Linked DNA regions of Mus musculus: all the other regions are linked to region 3. The links are chromatin contacts, called in public Hi-C and promoter capture Hi-C maps. All regions are on one chromosome and are shown on one strand. Each heading gives the region's core, a stretch centred on a gene start, on an enhancer-like site or on the middle of the called end of the contact. The rest is flanking DNA. Distances are from core to core; before and after follow the strand shown. Region 1 holds the start of Mterf4 (mitochondrial transcription termination factor 4). Region 2 holds the start of Cops9 (COP9 signalosome subunit 9). Region 3 holds the start of Traf3ip1 (TRAF3 interacting protein 1). Region 4 holds the start of Pask (PAS domain containing serine/threonine kinase). Region 5 holds the start of Capn10 (calpain 10). Region 6 holds the start of Gpc1 (glypican 1).

Evidence for each region. Promoter capture Hi-C pulls out the DNA fragments that hold promoters and counts their contacts. A called contact is a pair of places that touch in the nucleus more often than the background predicts.
Region 1: a contact with region 3 is called in a promoter capture Hi-C map of liver, with 7 times the contacts expected there. The contact joins the promoter of Mterf4 here to the promoter of Traf3ip1 in region 3. A contact is called at or near these places in 3 of 39 promoter capture datasets (liver and neutrophils) and 2 of 9 other capture datasets (adipose tissue and liver).
Region 2: a promoter capture Hi-C map of pre-B cells shows a contact between it and region 3, with 7 times the contacts expected there. The contact joins the promoter of Cops9 here to the promoter of Traf3ip1 in region 3. A contact is called at or near these places in 15 of 39 promoter capture datasets (3T3-L1-derived adipocytes, the C10 cell line, cranial neural crest and 9 more), 1 of 484 Hi-C or Micro-C datasets (embryonic stem cells), 8 of 115 datasets of contacts at active chromatin or transcription factors (astrocytes, embryonic forebrain, embryonic stem cells and 5 more) and 5 of 9 other capture datasets (adipose tissue, embryonic stem cells, liver and 2 more).
Region 4: a contact with region 3 is called in a Hi-C map of B cells, with 7 read pairs. The contact joins the promoter of Pask here to the promoter of Traf3ip1 in region 3. A contact is called at or near these places in 1 of 484 Hi-C or Micro-C datasets (B cells) and 2 of 9 other capture datasets (adipose tissue and liver).
Region 5: a contact with region 3 is called in a promoter capture Hi-C map of pre-B cells. The contact joins the promoter of Capn10 here to the promoter of Traf3ip1 in region 3. A contact is called at or near these places in 1 of 39 promoter capture datasets (pre-B cells), 1 of 484 Hi-C or Micro-C datasets (B cells), 1 of 115 datasets of contacts at active chromatin or transcription factors (astrocytes) and 1 of 9 other capture datasets (adipose tissue).
Region 6: a contact with region 3 is called in a promoter capture Hi-C map of embryonic stem cells, with 8 times the contacts expected there. The contact joins the promoter of Gpc1 here to the promoter of Traf3ip1 in region 3. A contact is called at or near these places in 2 of 39 promoter capture datasets (embryonic stem cells and hippocampal neurons) and 2 of 115 datasets of contacts at active chromatin or transcription factors (embryonic stem cells and stem cell-derived neural progenitor cells).

Annotation. Positions count from the first base shown.
Region 1 is chr1:93,304,626-93,307,325 of GRCm38.p6, forward strand. Mterf4 (mitochondrial transcription termination factor 4) reads right to left here and starts at 1,254. Exons shown (of 4, transcript NM_178051.4): 1 at 1,200-1,254; 2 at 1-481. The coding sequence starts at 1,220. Gm28535 (predicted gene 28535) reads left to right here and starts at 1,339. Exons shown (of 3, transcript NR_151531.1): 1 at 1,339-1,482; 2 at 1,918-1,999. It also overlaps the pseudogene Gm7867.
Region 2 is chr1:92,640,642-92,643,341 of GRCm38.p6, forward strand. Cops9 (COP9 signalosome subunit 9) reads right to left here and starts at 1,344. Exons shown (of 3, transcript NM_001163425.1): 1 at 1,239-1,344. The coding sequence starts at 1,301.
Region 3 is chr1:91,493,321-91,496,020 of GRCm38.p6, forward strand. Traf3ip1 (TRAF3 interacting protein 1) reads left to right here and starts at 1,348. Exons shown (of 15, transcript NM_028718.2): 1 at 1,348-1,568. The coding sequence starts at 1,446.
Region 4 is chr1:93,341,516-93,344,317 of GRCm38.p6, forward strand. Pask (PAS domain containing serine/threonine kinase) reads right to left here and starts at 1,273. Exons shown (of 18, transcript NM_080850.2): 1 at 1,011-1,273. It overlaps Ppp1r7 (protein phosphatase 1, regulatory subunit 7), which reads left to right and starts at 2,113. Exons shown (of 10, transcript NM_023200.3): 1 at 2,113-2,196. The coding sequence starts at 2,145.
Region 5 is chr1:92,933,156-92,935,855 of GRCm38.p6, forward strand. It overlaps Capn10 (calpain 10), which reads left to right and starts at 1,253. Exons shown (of 12, transcript NM_011796.2): 1 at 1,253-1,859. The coding sequence starts at 1,719. 9430060I03Rik (RIKEN cDNA 9430060I03 gene) reads right to left here. Exons shown (of 2, transcript NR_015525.1): 2 at 371-1,948.
Region 6 is chr1:92,830,259-92,832,958 of GRCm38.p6, forward strand. It overlaps Gpc1 (glypican 1), which reads left to right and starts at 1,387. Exons shown (of 9, transcript NM_016696.5): 1 at 1,387-1,839. The coding sequence starts at 1,674. Gm29481 (a long non-coding RNA gene) reads right to left here. Exons shown (of 3, transcript XR_003947946.1): 1 at 2,437-2,700.

The sequences.
Region 1 (2,700 bases), core at 4-2,503, 1.8 Mb after region 3:
TCCGAAGGTAACTGGAACGCCTCTTCATCTGCATGCTAGACAGTTTCAGCAACTGGGGATTTTTCTTCAAGGCATTAAATACAGGCTCTGGGTTCAACCCCAAGAGTAGGAGTTCTGAAACTATACCCAGCAACTGTTGAGGATGGACACTTGGCTGTATACTAAACAAGCTGTGAATGTGGGCTTCAGCAAAACCCATGTCCTGGAGGGAACGGATGACCTTTTCAGGCTCCAAGGACTCAGGATCCACACAAGGCTTCTGTTCCTCATGAAGACACTGAACAAGTCGTGTCCTGTTTTCTGGTTCCTGCATGTACTTTTGGGGTGTAATGCTGGAAAACTCTTGAAAGCTTCCTCTACCGGGCACTGTAGTCAGTTTGCAAGACAAAGAAGGGCTCATCTGTTTCTGTTCTCTGAGATGAGGGGTCTGCCTAACCAAACAGGCCCAGGAGAGGGCCAGTAGACGATGCCACTCAGGAACCTGTAAGGCAGAGCAAAAACAGAATCAGTCCCACCTCAGAATAATGACCACCACAAGATTACTGAGCCAGTAACCTTGAACCTCAGCTTGACCCTTGGCCCACAAAAGCTAACAGTTTTTGTAAACAATCTGTAAAATCTTCTCTGGGTCTAAAAAGTCTCCAAAGAATAAAAGTAGCATGCAAACGACCGCACTTACTGAAGATATTGAAGCATAAGCAATATCTACATACTGAAGATACAGGGCACGAGCAATAGTATTTGGTTGAAAATTCTGAACCTCAGACTAGCCACCAGACAGGTACACTACCTAATTTCATTCCAACAAAGGATAGTTTTGTTTTGTTTTTCAAGGATCCCTTCCATTAAAAGAAGAATATTTGGGGGAAGGAATCTGTCGATTTGTACACAGTAGCCCCAGGTGTTGGGACTAGCACATAACAAATTAAGCACAGAGCATCCGGTGCCCGCCAGAATGGTCTCAAACACCCCGCTCTTGCCGCTGGTGGTGGTCCAGGCCTCCCTAGCCATTAGGCAGCACACAGCCGAAACTCCGGAGAAGCCAGAAGCTATTCTGAGGGCCACACTGTCTGTGCACACGCCACCCGGGAGCGCTACTGCCACAAGGTGCCCAGACCGGAACACCAAGAACCAGCGTCAGCGCCTCCTGAACGTCCCGCCAACAGCCGCTGTGAGCCCGGGACCTAGGGCAACCTCACCTGCCTTCCCAGCGAAGCCATGGAGACCAAGCGAAGAACAACTGTGAGACCGGAAGAGGCGGTCCTTCCTGGCTCACAACGTCCGGCCTCCGATCTGTGTCCGCCGAACTCCCGGGGTGTGGCGTTCTTTCGTTCCGCAGCCAAGCCCTTGATCCCAGATGCTCGTGCCCAGCACCTGCAGCTTGCAGGTGCAGCTCCCTTTAGTTGGGCATACTCGGTTGCATGGTCTCTGCCAGGAACAAGCAACACTACCTGGGTTTTAAAACTGCTCTTCAGAGTACAGGTGAAACCAAACTACCCCGAAGCGCACACCGTCGTTTTCTGTTGTGAAACTACTTTTACTGGGGCCGGGGGAGGAGGGGAGAATATGACAAAAAACAATCACCTGTGTTAAAGATAGTACAAGGCCAAATAAGATAACGCTGTGATTGTGGAATTAGGATCCTGCAGACCAAAACCAAATTATCATGGATTATTCTTAGCCTTTTTGAAATCCATTCATCGTCCACCTGTCTAACTTAACAGCTTTGTGACAATGAATACCTTTAAAATATATTCCTAGACCAACAATGGTTTTCACCAATCCAAAAGCCAATAGCATCACTAAATAATATCTAAAACTGAGTTAAGTGTTTTCCTAGTTTTGCCTTATCCTTCCTATCTGTGGTCCCCACCAATGTGTCTGGTAAATGCCTTGATTTATGGCTTTATTCTCTAGCTAGTAATATCTCACCTAACTTCATCCATGGTGGAGAATCTTTTGGAAAAACCAAATTTGTGTTCCTGGGCTCATCTTTGAGGTAAGTAGGTTTGTTTGTTTGTTTGTTTGTTTGTTTTTTAACTTTATCTGCATTTATTTTATGCTGAATTTATTCACGTGCCATGAGTTTTTGTTTCTTGTTTCTTCTGGGATATCCTTTTCTTCTGTGCAACCTCCTCTTCTGGCTTTAGAATGATCTGTTCCCTCTCAGTGAGGATCATCTCAATGTGGCAGGGGGAGCTCATGTATGGGTTAATCCGGCCATGAGCTCTGTAGGTTCGTCGGCGCATCTTAGGTGCCTTGTTCACCTGGATGTGTTCAATGACAAGAGAATCTAAATCTAAGCCCTTAAGTTCAGCGTTACTCTCTGCATTTTTAAGCATGTGCAGCAAAAATTCAGCACTCTTTTTTGACCACCGACCAGCCGCATTGTTTGGCCTGGGCGCACCTACTGACTCCACCATTATAACACCGGAATGGCACACATTGCTTCTTTAAAGTGATGTCCTTCAGATACTTGGTGGCTTTGCAGATATGCATACCCTTGATGGCCTGGGCAGATTCCCGGGTGTTCTTAAAGTGAACACGAAGGTTTGAACCTCTTGATTTGCATGATTTTGGGGGGTTTTTCTGGGTCAAGAGAGTAGCGAAACATCTTGGCAGATGACCTCTGGCTGCTTACAGGAAGAGAGGAGGTAAGTAGTTTGTGATGGACACTGTAATACAGCAATAAGTTCTCAG
Region 2 (2,700 bases), core at 94-2,593, 1.1 Mb after region 3:
TAAGGCTGAGAGCAATTGCCTCATCAGGGGAATCACAGAGCCCACTTCATTCTGCAGACGTCCTTATGCGGACCTGCTTGTTCATGCCCCTCGGTGTTCAATTATGCCCTGGCTGGTTTTGTGTGTCAGCCTGACACAAGCTAGAGTGTCATCAGAGAGGAAGGAGCTCAGTTGAGGAAATGTCTCCACAAGATCCAGCTGTAAGACGTTTTCTCAATTAGGGAGAGCCCAGCCCATAGTAGGTGGTGCCATCCCTGGGCTAGTGGTCCTGGGTTCTATAATAAAACAGGCTGAGCAAGCCTCAGTGAACAAGCCCGCCAGCAAGCAGCACCCCTCCATGGTCTCTGCATCAGCTCCTGCCTCCAGGTTCCTGTCCTGCCTTCCTCCAGTGATGACCTGGAAATGTAGGTCAAATAAATCCTTTCCTCCCCAACTTGCTTTTTTGGTTATGGTGTTTGTCACAGCAATAGAAACCATAAGACAAACAACAAGGCATCCCCTTCCTTTAGTGGACAAGGGAGCATCGCTCTGCTCCGCTACTATGGCTCTCGTCATCTATATCCCAAGGTCAACAGGGCACATCCTTCAATATTTGGATCAGGGCAAGCTCCTCTCTTAAGCCTCAACTGAGCCGACTAAAACCCCACGGATACGTCTGTAGGGCACCCTCACCCCACCCTACCCTTGCTTAGGATATGCAACCGGCCTCTTCGGGCCACAACTGACATCTCTCAGGTCCGGGGATACGTTCCCGCATCGCCCTACTCGCTGAGCTTTGAGGAGGAACAGGAAGCAGACATACAAGAGCTGGCTGACACTCCTGATCATAACCACCCATATCAGGGAGAGATCTGTGACCATGGTGGAAATCAAAAGCACAGGATCGCTCGAAAACTCTGTATGTGTCTACACGAAATAACCGAGTCCCAGCACCAAGCACGCAGTTACCACACACCATCCCTTACCCTTCTCTCAGAGCTTGGGGTCTTGAGGCCTGTCAGTGCGTAAGCCTCGCTCGGGCCTTCCCTCTCTGGAAGATTTATCAGGAGCCACAATCAACTGACAGCGAGCAAACCCTACTTCCTCGCTGCAGTTCACGTTAACAGTCGCGGGCCCTGCGACTGTCCCCGGCAGCTCCCGCTTCCCCAGCCTCTGAATCCCCAAAGGCCTGGGCTCCCGCGCAGGTTTGCAGGCGTGCTCCCACCCCCACGCATCGCTCCGCGCCGCCACCACCCCACCTCATCCAGGTCCACATAGGGCCCCGCGCCCTCGGGGAACATCTCATCCACTGCGGGTTTCATCTCGACAAGGCGGCGTTGCGCTCACTTCCGGCCAGCCCCTTCTACTTCCGGCGTTCTTCCGAGCACGTCTAGACCTCGGAGGACCGCGCCTCGGTGGCACTCGCTGGCCTGGCTGCAGGGCAGCTCTCTGGGAGCTAAAGAGGGCAGCGGATTAGATGACGGTCTAAGGACCAGCAACACCGCACAGCACGAGTTGTCAGCGGAGAAAGGAGACTCTCCATTTCCCAGCAGAGCTGCAGTTCAAAACCATCCGAATGGCTACTGTTTAGGATTCGCAGGCAGTAATGGATTGGCTAGAAGATGGGGGTATTGGATCCCCGGGTGCTGTTGGGGGTAACAGAAATCCAAAAGTAGTCCACGCTCAGTGATCACTCACAGGGTCACCTCGGCCAAAAGGAGGAAGCAACCCAGTGCACGCAGACAAGATGGGCTTTATCTACACGGTGAGATAGTGTGGAATCCTAAAACTAAGAAGGGATTCCTAAGCTATGGGCATGGAGGACCCTTAAGGATGTTGTTAAGTGAAACGTAAACAAACGCTGTGTACCACTCATAAGTGATCCCTAGAGCAGTCAGACTCATAAATGCAGCAGTGTTGGAGATGGTGGTTGCTCAGTGGACACAGTTTTAGATCTGCAAATCAAAAGTTCTAGAGGTGTGCGGTGGGGTTGGGGGGGAAGGTGTCCATTAAATGACTGGACTGTCCCCTGAGAGGTGGCCAGGGGGATACATGTTAGGGTGCTATATTATACCATGGTTTTTAAAGAATGAATGAAAGAAAAAAGATGGGGAAGGGACAGAGAGGTGTGGATCATTGTCAGAGAGGGCCTGAGATGCTCTGACAGACTAGAATACTCTAGTGAGTCTCCTGGATGTCCCCCTAGGATCCTCTGAGCACCTCCTGATAAAATCCAGGTTTAACAAGTATCCCTGTAGCAAGAAGCCTGAAATCCAGCTGATACCTGCCTGCTCTCCATGTCTGATAGGGCTCTTCACCCTCCACTATCCCCAGACGATGTCCTCTGGTCCTGACTTCAGCAAAGCGTCTGTGTTACCCCTGAGTTATTTCCCATCTACCCCCACCCTGCCCCTTGACTGTCAGTCCCTCTTGCTACTGTGGTTGCGCTGAGTCTCTCCAGCAGTTCAAGGCTTTTGCTCCTGTGCCTCTCCTGATGGTTTTGGATGTTTTCCCTTCCTCTGCGTTCAAAGAGTTGGAGAACTGTTGGTTGGTTGGGTGGGTGGGTGGGTTGGGTAGGATTGGGTTTTTGGTTTGGTTGGGTTTTCCTTTAACAACTTTGAGGTGTCAGGGGCTTGGTTGGGGTGCAGGCTGCTAGAGTGAAAATGGGGATCACAGGTAAGGACAGATCTAGGGAAACCTACTCAGCCAGGATATAATGGG
Region 3 (2,700 bases), core at 98-2,597:
GGTAGGCTGAACCAAAGGCAGGGGTGAGACTCTGGAAGATAGAACTATACTCTTCAAAGTTACCTCCCCTAGGTCAGTCCCCAGAGGGTTGGTTGACAATACTTGCTGTCCTGGATCTTCTAAAAAACTTTGATACCCAGATAGACTGAAGATCTTCTGGTTGGTTAGCCCTCCTAAAGGCAGCCAAAACTGTACTCTGGCCTTCGTGTGTGTGTGTGTGTGTGTGTGTGTGTGTGTGTGTGTGTGTGTGTGTTCTTGGATCCACTTACTGTTCTGCCCTCCTCCACAAGCTGTGAGAGGATAAAGCATCATCTTCGCTTTGTTGTATGGCATAGGCTCCAGGTCCTCAGTAGAATTCCCAAGGTCAGAGGTATCTTCCAAGTAAAACCCTGAGTTCCTACCACCTGGTCCAGCATCACAAACAAGCCAGTTGCTGGCTCCAGCTTTCATTCCACACCTACATCACGATTCTGCTCAGAGTGAACTTTCTAGGGTAGGAGCTAGGTGGGTATGTTCTTAGGGGCGGTGTTTAGAGACAGGACTTCTGCTCTCTGAATTCTGCTCTCTGAACTCCCCCAGAGACCAACTCCAGCTGGGGCTCAGAGTGAGAGGGCTCTTAAAGAAGATTCTGGCTCTCGGGGTGTAGCCATGGTAGAGAGATCAGGGGCAATGTTCTAGTTGGGGTTCTGCCAGTTTGGGCAGAGGAGCTCCAGACCTCAGGCACAGCAGCAACACCTGATCCAGTAGAAGCATCTCCTGCATAGCCTCGGGTGGTGGTGAGGGTGAGGTGGGAAGTAAGTGTGTGTGTGTGTGTGTGTGTGTGTGTGTGTGTAGCAGAAAGCTGCAGCATCCTAGCCTAAGGGCCTAGCTCCTTCACAGTTTTGTGCCCGCTCTGGTGAACCAAGAGCACAGAAAATGTGGAAGGACACAACCCTTCCCCTTGGCACCATCTTAAAGATTACCTAAGGCAGGGGATGCTGGGCAGGGAACAGGAATGAAGGGATGAAAGGAGTCAAGTCCTTTTCCAAGTTTATGTGAAGTGTTATTTTCCTGGTGGGTGTTACTGTAAATGCTCTCCTTAGAAATATCAAATGGTCGCTCTTTTCTCACTCAGAATGCCAGGTCTCTGGGCAGTGCTGTGCAGCGCCCTATGGTGCGCCGGGTTGGCGGAGCAGGCTCAGGTTCAAGCAGCCACAGAGGCGGAGCGCGTGTGTCCTCCAGAGCAGCTAGAGAGGCCGGAGGGGATGGGCGGGGCCGGGCGCGCGTCCGTTGCCAAGGCCGCGCGGCCCTAGAGACCGGGTGCTGGTGGCACGCGCAAGCGCGGTGGCGAGCTGCGGTGCACTGTGGGATGGGAGACCGGCGCGCCGGGACGGCGGGCATCTCGGGGCACCGGGCAGAGGCGCGGCGCGCGAGGAGGGGCGCGAGCGGTCGCGGGCGGCAGCGCCATGAACGCCGCAGTGGTGCGGCGGACGCAGGAGGCTCTGGGCAAGGTGATCCGGAGGCCGCCGCTCACCGAGAAGCTGCTCAACAAGCCACCGTTCCGCTACCTGCACGACATCATCACCGAGGTAGGCGCGGGCTGGTGCGCGTCAGGTTGAGGTGGGGTGAGGGTAGGGGTAGAGTGCGGAACGGGTTAAGGGTCCGGGTAGTGGCGGGACGGGTTGAGGGTTGGGGTAACGGTGTTGAAGGTTATGGTTAAGTGCGGGACCGAGCGAGTGTCGGAGTGAGGGTCCGGGTAGGGTGAGAGTCGAGGTAGGATGCGCGTCTGAGTAGGATTCGTTTCGGGGTGAGAGTCAGAATTAGGGCCGGATCAAGGCGAGTGACCAGGTAGCGTGAGGATCGCGTTGAGGGACCGGGTAGTGTGAGGGGCGTTGTAGGATGCCAATCAGGGTTTGGGTCGAAATGAGGATTAGTCTCAGATGAAGGTGAGGATCAGGGTCAATGGTAAGGTCTGTGTGGCTCCGAGTGCTGATTGGATTGAGAGTGCGTTGAGGGGTGGAGGTGCAGGTCCAGGTCCAGGTGAGGGTCAGGGTTAGGTTCCAGTTGGAGTCAGGGTAGAGTAGCGGGTGCTGGTCTAGTGGTTTGGGTGGAGATAGAAGGCCCGGGTCAGAGTCTAGGTCTGTGGGTTAGGGTGCTGGAGCCAGAAGGTGAGGCTGAGAGGAGGTAGAGGCCCGGGCTGACATCGGTTTATTGAGTGTGAGCCTCGGGACAGGGTCTAGGCTCAGGGTCAAGTTGCTGTTAGGAGCTGGAGGTATGTTGGGGCTCTGGAATTGGGCTGTGCTTATACTTGAGGCCTGGGTAGGGTGCAGGTCCTTGTCTGGGACCTTCTGAGCATTCAGTGGTGCCTTCCATGTTAGGTTCCCAGGCCCACTAGGTCTTGGGACCTGCCTTACTTTACTTCTCCCAACCTGCAGCACTTACCATTATGTCTCTTTAGAGCTTGTCTTCTATTTGTTAGTGAGTCTCCAGGAAGCTGCATTGGATGAGGTACATAACATTGTACAACAGTTACAATTGTGTGGAGTCTGTCTGGGCTCTTGGTAACCCCAAGAGTGTCACTGCAGGGGGTACACAGAATGGGCATGGTACTCCAGAAGGTGCTGTGGAACTTGGGGTATGGTTGGGACTTAGAAGTCCAGAGCTCAAGGTCTCTCCCAGTGTTGACCCTCAGACTTTCTCGTCTCAGTAGGTTGAGCACTG
Region 4 (2,802 bases), core at 23-2,522, 1.8 Mb after region 3:
GAAAGAGAAAGAGAGAAAGCACAACCATGGATGACAGAAAACAACTTTCAGGAGTCACTTCTCTCTTTCTACCCATGTGGGTCCAAAATTGTCAGACCTTGGCAGCAAGTGCCTTTACCCACTGAGCCATAATGCTGGGCCCAAACTGTAGGGCTTTGTTTCCTTTTGGGGTTTGTTTTGTTTTTTGTTTTGTTTTGTTTTTGAGGCAAGGTCTCCAGAGTCGTTGGAAGTGCTGGGAAGAGAGGAAGACACCATCAGCCTGACAATTGGTATTTTTGTGTGAAGGTGGGTATTAAACCCAGAGCTAGTCACCTATTGGGCAAACCTTCCACCACTGACTGATAAAGTATGACTATTTGCCTTCACTATTCTGCATATTACATACACAGGCACATGCACTCAGTATGTGATCCTAAAAAGCAACAACTCATTATGAAATAAGAGATGAGTAGCGACAGTGTTCAAGGCTATATGTGACACCACCAGACTCAAACAAAATAAAGATGAGTAGGTGTTAGATAGCAGTTTTCAAGTAGAGTGTTTTAATGTGAAAGATGTACAGGCATCTTCTCTAGGTATCTAAATGCACTAATTACTGTTACAGCAAACAATGATACGATCATACCGTGGTTTTTCTACTTTTAAAACCAACCTATTGACAAAGTTAGGACATGTAATTATGGCTTCTAAATACACTGCCAAAGTCACAAAACCTTACTGTTTTTTTAGACCTTGTATGACCTCAGAATATATTGATATGAGATCTTAATTTATATAAAAAATACCATTCTTCAAACTAAATTGTTAATGCTACAAATTTTTATCTTAAAAGTAATTACAGGAACTGGGCGGCTCCCTTTGTTAAAAGTTTTTTTCTATGCAAGCATGAGGACTTGCGTTTAAATCTTTAACCACATAAAAAGCCAGACGTGGCTACACATAACTGTAATCCCGAAATTAGGGGGTGAAGATAAGTGACTCCCCAGAGCTCACTGGCCCGCTAGTCTAACCTTAAAGCAAAGCTTCCAGTTCAATCAGAGGCTTTCGGGCGCTGGCGGCTCTTGAGCGCGGGTCAAACGGCCAGAACCCGCCACCACTCTGGGGCCGGGGCTGGGCGGAGGGAGTGCGGGCGCGCGAGGAAAGGGCCAGAGCCACTCCACGACAATGCGTAACTAACACTCGCCGCCACCCGGAGGTTTTTCGAAGGCTGGTGTCTCACCCCAGGCTGGCGCAAGTCTCAGTCGGATTCACAACGTGAAGATCCGCGCGCTTCTGGCCCACCGACCAATCGCAGAACGACTTAGGCAGCATAACAAGGGACCAAGAACCAACCAGACACCCTGATGGGCGGACCTCAGTGAAAGCAAGCAGCTGAGCGCGCGCAAACAGTTGCTAGGGACGCACCGGACACCCACTACAGAGCCTCGGAGGAGCCAAAAGACCCGATTTCTTCGCGCCTTTCCCCCCCCTCCACGCCCCACTCCAAGTGACTGCAGTTTACTCTTACGGGAGAACCGAGGACGGTGAGCGACGTGCAGCCCTTCTTACGACGGCCACCTTTCCAAGGCGAGGACAGTGAGAAGCGGACGACACAGTGGCTCGCCGTGGGCTGGAGGCCGCAAACGTGAGCCCCAGGACCGGACCGCGGCCCCTCCCGCCTTCTCCAAGCATCCCCTAAAGGTGGCCTGTGGCACCAGTGTATCAGCACGCAGGCGCAGAATAAACTGGTTTCCCTCGCCTACCGGCTCACCGTGAAGTGAGGCTCCCGAAGTCGGGGGTGCAAGTCTAGTCGGCTTCACCTGTGGCCTGTAGAACTCTCCTGTCCGCAGTACCTCTACGCCTCCGAAGTTGGCATAGTGACTTGAGCGAATCCGCAAGCTTGAAGTGTCTCCCATGCTGCCTAAAGACTTTCCGGGATGTCTGCTTTCTTCGTGCTCGCCTAGACTCTACTCATTCATCAAACCCCTAACCCAGGTGGAGCCGGAGCCTGTGGGAACTACAATCCCCATGAAACACTGCGCCCGCGCAAGCATTGTCAGCTCGCGCTTCTATACTTTGTTCCATTGGCTGGCCTATTGGACCTGGAATCCTGATTGGCCCATGGCCTAAGGCGACAGATTCCGGAAAGGGAAAGAGCAGCCAATATGGCGGCAGAGCGCGGCGCGGGGCAGCAACAGTCGCAGGAGATGATGGAGGGTGAGCGGCCCCTGTGGGTGACCGGGGAGCGGCGAGCTTCGGGCTGGGCGGTCACGGCCTCTTGCGGGATCGGAATTCGGCCTCCAGCCTCCGGCCACAGCCACAGAGCTCTGACAGCTGCCAATATGGCTGGACAGCCAGGGAGGCTCGGAGCCCGGGAGTCCCGTCCCGAGGGCGGTAGCGGCCAGAAAGACAAGACCCTGGGGAAAAACGTGGCGCGAGCCCGCCCAGGGAGATTGGCAAGGAAGCCGTGGCTATAGGAACCTAGTCTTAAAGCTCCGAAGTTGACAGGCGAGGGGGCAGGGAACCGTCCTCCGTCAGCTCACTGGGAAACTGAGGCTTCAGGCGTGGGGAATCTACGAAGTCCAGTTTGTTCACGCGGCATGAATGGAAAAGTCTGCTTTGAAGCGAATGGGTTGTGGCAGAGAGATGGATAAAAAGGAGCTCCGGAAATTGAGTTTACAAGGCGTTGTCTTGTTTTCTAGGCATGCAGTCTAGTCTATATTCAACTTTCTTCCTTTTTTTCCTTGTGTTGGATTATGTCATATACATATGTAACATACATATATGTTACACGTGTGCATGCTTTTGTATACAGTTGTGTAG
Region 5 (2,700 bases), core at 3-2,502, 1.4 Mb after region 3:
TCCTCCCCAAGTTGCTTTGGTCATGATGTTTCGTCACAGCAACGGTAACACTAAGCAGCTTTTCCTTCCAGATTCTGGAGGTCAGGCTCTGCCCGTGGCCCAGCCCTGGATATGGATGCGGCCTTCAGGAGCCGTTCTCCTGAGCTAACCACTCATATGAGACTTCTGGGGGTGAACCAGTTTGCATAACTCTTGAGTCGCGGATAACTTGTCACAATTACTCAAGACTTCCTGGAAAACCGAGTCCAGGCTCTTAATGATTCAACTATAGTGCAGCTTTCAGCCCACCAGTCAGTCCCCTGAGTCGAAATTAAGTACTAAATGAAAAAGCATCCCAAAGAGATGTTGGGCTATGTGGCTACTCCTTTTTTTTTTTTTTTTTTTTTTTTAAATAACCTCAATAAAGAGTTAAGTGTCTTGCACCTCAAATCATGGCGCTGAAGCCTAGTGGAGCCAAGGTAACTGTGTCATGCCACAGCAGTAATTGCTGCTGATGCAGGAGCAGCCCAGCCTCTCACTGGGAGAAGGAGCAACTGTCTAGACTCTGAAGCAGCAGGTTATGGGTAAAAGCTTGGCCTGGTTGTTCCTCTTTAGGCAACGGGTACTTGATCTACTTAACTGCACAAACCGCATTTCCTCTGACTACCTTTTATCCAAGACTGAGAAAAAGGGGCCCAGAGGAGGGAAAAAATATCAGAGCAGCCCTAATAGGTGGCAAACTGCAGTCTACAAGGTGTGAAGCCTCGTCGTCTCCCTTCCTGTCTATGAAGCTTCTAGTCTTGATGAAATACATTTGGAGAAGACACAGAGAACAGTCCTTGGCTGATTTGTGTCCTTCCTGGGACCTGGAAGAGTAGGCACCAGAAGGAGAGTGTCCTGTCCCTGACCTCCTCATGGCATCGAATAATCGTGGAGCCGCAAGTCCACGTCCTGGTCACCATCCAGTCTACAAAACCATAGCCAGGCCATTTAAGGCTTCAAGGAATGCTCCAGCCGCATTCCCTGGCCGCTTAGGATCCAGAGCGTCTGAAGCCCAATCGTTTTGAGACAAATGCCCGACCCCGGCAAGTTTCAACCCCAGTGACACCTCTGCCTCCCCAGAACAACGCAACCACCACCGCGACGGAAGGATAACAACGCGATTCGCTGAGCCACTTCCTCACTGGCTCTTTCAGAAGACAGGGAGGAACCACCGCTTTGCCAAGTTCCTGCCTCACACCGGAAGGAGCGAAGCACGCTGGGAAGTAGACAACGCCTGTGATCAGCGACGTATGCTGGGAACGGCGCTGCATGCTGGGATAGCATTGACAAAGCGATCTAAACCAAAGTGACTTTTCAGCTTCCTGTGGTCACTGAGACTTCGATTTCAAGTGGCTACAGCTGCGTTGTCCCGAGCACTAAAGCATACGGACATCAGGCTAGCACTGCCCAGTTAGAAACGCGGGGACCACGCCCTCGTGCGAGAGCAGAACCTACCAGTCCTGCACGGTTCTGCGCTGCAGCTCGTGCGTGATTAGGCAGCTCTGTCATATGACGCAAGCACGGCTCCTGGTTGGCTCCAGCCGGGTTACCTAGACAACGGAGCTTGCGGCGCTAGGCTGCTCTGCACCAGTAGGTCTCCCGGGCTAAGCAAACACGGTTTGCAGTGAAGGCCGCGCACTCGCTCCCGGGCGGCGACCGAGTCCACGGGCCGCAGATGGGAGCCCAGGGCGCCGAAGATGCGGGCGGTCCGGGCCGAGACGCCGGCGCGGGAGCTCTTCCGGGACGCGGCATTCCCCGCCTCGGACTCCTCGCTCTTTTACAACTTGTCCACGCCTCTGGCCCAGTTTCGGGAGGACATCACTTGGAGACGACCCCAGGTGCAGCAGGGTCTCTTGCCTGGGCGGGTGTTGTGGATATGTTTCTCACGGAGATGGACCCCGGGGTTAGCAGGACCTCGCCTTCAAGCCTATTCAGAAAAGGTGATAGCCAGCCCTGAGAATTCAAATGAGGAGGACAGAAGCAATCGAAAGGCTTGTCTTTTAGATGTTATCTTGGGGTTTCTACTAAAATACACTCCTACCCAAAGTCAGGTAGTAGGGAGCTGTTTTGATATTAAGGGATTAGAAGCAGTATTTCCAGCACCATCCCACCACCTAAGTTTTGTCGGGTGTAATTCAGCGCAATCTTTCTTGGCTTTGCACTTTGCTCTACATTTCTTCTAGTAGCTTTAGGGTATGAACACCAAAAGGTAGCACAGAACACGGGGAGCGTTGTGCTTAACAACTGGGAAAACCTAAGGAGCTGCTTTTCAGGGCTCCCTTAAATGGCACAGGCAGGTGGAACTATGTATTGTTATTTTAGCGTCCATGCATGCAACTCACAACAGTGTTACCCCTCATAGCCAGAAAGGGCTGTGGTAGGAGGGCTTTGGTTTTTTTGGTTTTTTTGGTTGGTTTTTTTTTTTTTTTTTTTTTTTTTTTTTTGCCTTGTTGCAGCTTAAATGGATGGATTGTTCAAGCCTAGTGTTTTTGTTGGTGTTTTTTAGACGTGGCTTATCAGCAGAAAGACTACTGGGGGACAGCCTGTCCCACATGCATGTAGTGCTAACAGTGACAGCTGGCAGGGTTCCAGGCCTTGTGCTGCCTGCTTGGCACAGTGGTGTTGATAAGCATCCTGGCTTTCTTGAGCAACACTGAGAGGCAAGGGAAAGAAAGAGCC
Region 6 (2,700 bases), core at 137-2,636, 1.3 Mb after region 3:
TCCTGGCCAGGACATGCAGTGGACAGGGGTCCGTGAGTCAGGAGCAGTGTTACAGTAGAGGGATGTGAGGATATCTGCTCCGATAGATTGGTTTTCCATTGTTACTCTCAAGCAATGACTGCAGAGATTAATTGGATCACTTTCCTAGGAGTTAGGACAGGAAACCCACCCCCTAAGGTGGACAGAACCCCTGACGGGAGGACATCCTGAGGCATGGGTGATTGGGGGTTTTGCCACAAACCTGCAAAGCCCTGATTCAGCTGAATCCAAGAGCGCTGCACTCTATTGACACATAGTGGTAATCTATGACTCTCAACCATAAACCACATCTCGCTTTCTTCCCATTCCCAGATTAGGTATCTAGATTCAGTCTAACCTCAGCTATGATGGCCTCTTCATAGGATAAAGGGAACAGCAGGAGGGATAGTGCTGCCCGGCAGCAGCTAAGCAAGAAACTCCAGACCCAGCACCATCACCAGCTCCCAGGTAGGTCCCAGGTAGGGTCCCTTCTCCCCACAATCATCCCTGCAGCTGCGTGACAGTTGGTGGTCTGCCACACCTGGCCTGGAGTTGAGCTGCCCAACATTAACTCCTCGCTCTATTCCTTTTGCCAGAGGTCACCTACCACGCTGCACCCAAGCCTACAGACCTGCCTCTGCCCCATTGCTCTAGCACCTAAATAGTCACGAAGAGGGACCGTAACAGTCGCTGGCAATCTGCATCAACTGAAGTCATCTGAGCTGATGAAGGCTAGTTTTTTTTTTTTTTTTTTTGGCCAGTTTTCAGCCCCCTCATCCTCCTCCAAAACACGTCAGACGAGAACTGGAGCCGCTCAGGGGCGGCTAGAAAGGGCGTATGGATGTAGGAGTTGTTGCTGGGGGGTGGGGGGCAGCAGGTGAGTAGGGAAGTGACCGGACCAGGACTGAGTAGTAGAAGCGCTAAGAGAGCAAGCCGGTAAGGTGAAGGATGGAAAGGAGCAAAGAGATGCCGAATTCGGCTGGGGGCGGGGAAGCTCCTGATTGGCCAGCGGAGGACGTGATGTCACGTCCGGCGAGGGAAGCCCTGCCTCAGCTGCCCCCCCCCCCCGCCCTGCCCCCGCCCCCACAGGTGGTGCCGCCGCCCTGGGTGCTGGGCTGGGGGGGACACCTTAGGGGACCCCGGACTCGGCCTTTGCACTCCAGGCTCTCCCCGCCGCCTCCCATCTCACCCAGGCAACGGAGCACATCGCCTGGGCTGAGAGAACATTCCCTCCTCTCCCTCCGGAGAGCGAAGGGGCGCCCGGTGCGCCCCGATCGTGCCCCGCCTCGCCCCGCCCCGCCCCGCCCGGGCGCTCCCCTCTTCCCGCCCGCGCTCCCCGCCCCTCCCTGCCCCTCTCCGCGGCCGCCGTGGGGCCGGGCGGGCGGCGGGGGAGGCGCCGAGCCGGGGCTGCGCGTTCGCCCGCCGCGCTCTAGGCGGCCCGACTGAGCGGCCGGACCTCGCGCCTCGCGCCTAGCTCCCCGCGCCGCAGCCGCAGCCGGCTTTTGTTGTCTCCGCCTCCTCGACTGCCACCGCCTCTGGACCACGAGCGTCGCGCGCTGGGACCTTGGCTCTGCCCTTCGCGCACACTGGGCTGAGCGGGCCGGCCGGGACCGAGGGAGGCGCGCACCGGCGGCCAGGGAGCCTCGGGCCCCGCCATGGAACTCCGGACCCGAGGCTGGTGGCTGCTGTGCGCGGCCGCCGCGCTGGTCGTCTGCGCCCGCGGGGACCCCGCCAGCAAGAGCCGGAGCTGCAGCGAAGTCCGCCAGATCTACGGGGCTAAGGGCTTTAGCCTGAGCGATGTGCCTCAGGCAGAGATCTCGGGTGAGTAAGGGCGCTGCGTCCGGGGGCACCGGACCCTAGCACTCGGGAGGTCTGATCTGGGCCCCTACCCGCGCCGCAGCTAGCCCCGGGCGCCAGAACCCGCCGCCTGGACTTGGAGTGGCCTCCTGCTCCTCAACTGGTCTATACCCCACGGCCCTCGCCCCCGAGCTCCGATCCGCTCTGTTGCTGCCCAGTTCCCAGCCACTACGCTCTAGAGTCCCTTCCCCATAGCAATCTGCGCTCCCTTTGGGTTAGGGTTGTTGCTGGGCGTCTTTGGTCCCCGGCTTGGCCCACTGTGCTGGCGGGGCAGCAATCCCAGCTCCGGGACAGCGTGCCTGCCGCCCTTGCGGCGAAGCAAGCGGTAGCTCTGGGACGGTCTATTGGGTCGCATATCCCGGTTGCAGTGGGCTAGGAACTTCTCTATGCGGATCTCTCCCAGAGGCGTCAAGGGTTCTGCTTAGGAATTTACGCGGATCCACAGCAGGAGCCGCCTAGGTGGGATTTATGGGGGAGATCCTACACTTCAAGCCTGGGTTCTAAGGAAATGTGAGCCCGCTGCGCGATTCAGGGGACCCCAGGGCTCGAGGGGATTCCTACCTAGGAACTTGTGCCCGCCAGCGCCCCTATCCTAGCACACTCGTGGTCTGACCGGGCGCTCCGGGCCGCCTGGAGCTGCGAGCCCAGCTGCAGGTGGTCGGCGTCTTGGATCCCGCCCAGGGGCCTTGTCATCTCTTTGTAAGAAGAGCGGCCCTCCTGGCGGCGGCCTCGGCCCTGCAGCTGCTGAGAGCAGCCCTTCCCCTCCCTTCCCTTCCCTGCTGCCTCAGGAGCTCTGGGAACCGAATCTTTATGAGCTTGGAGTGC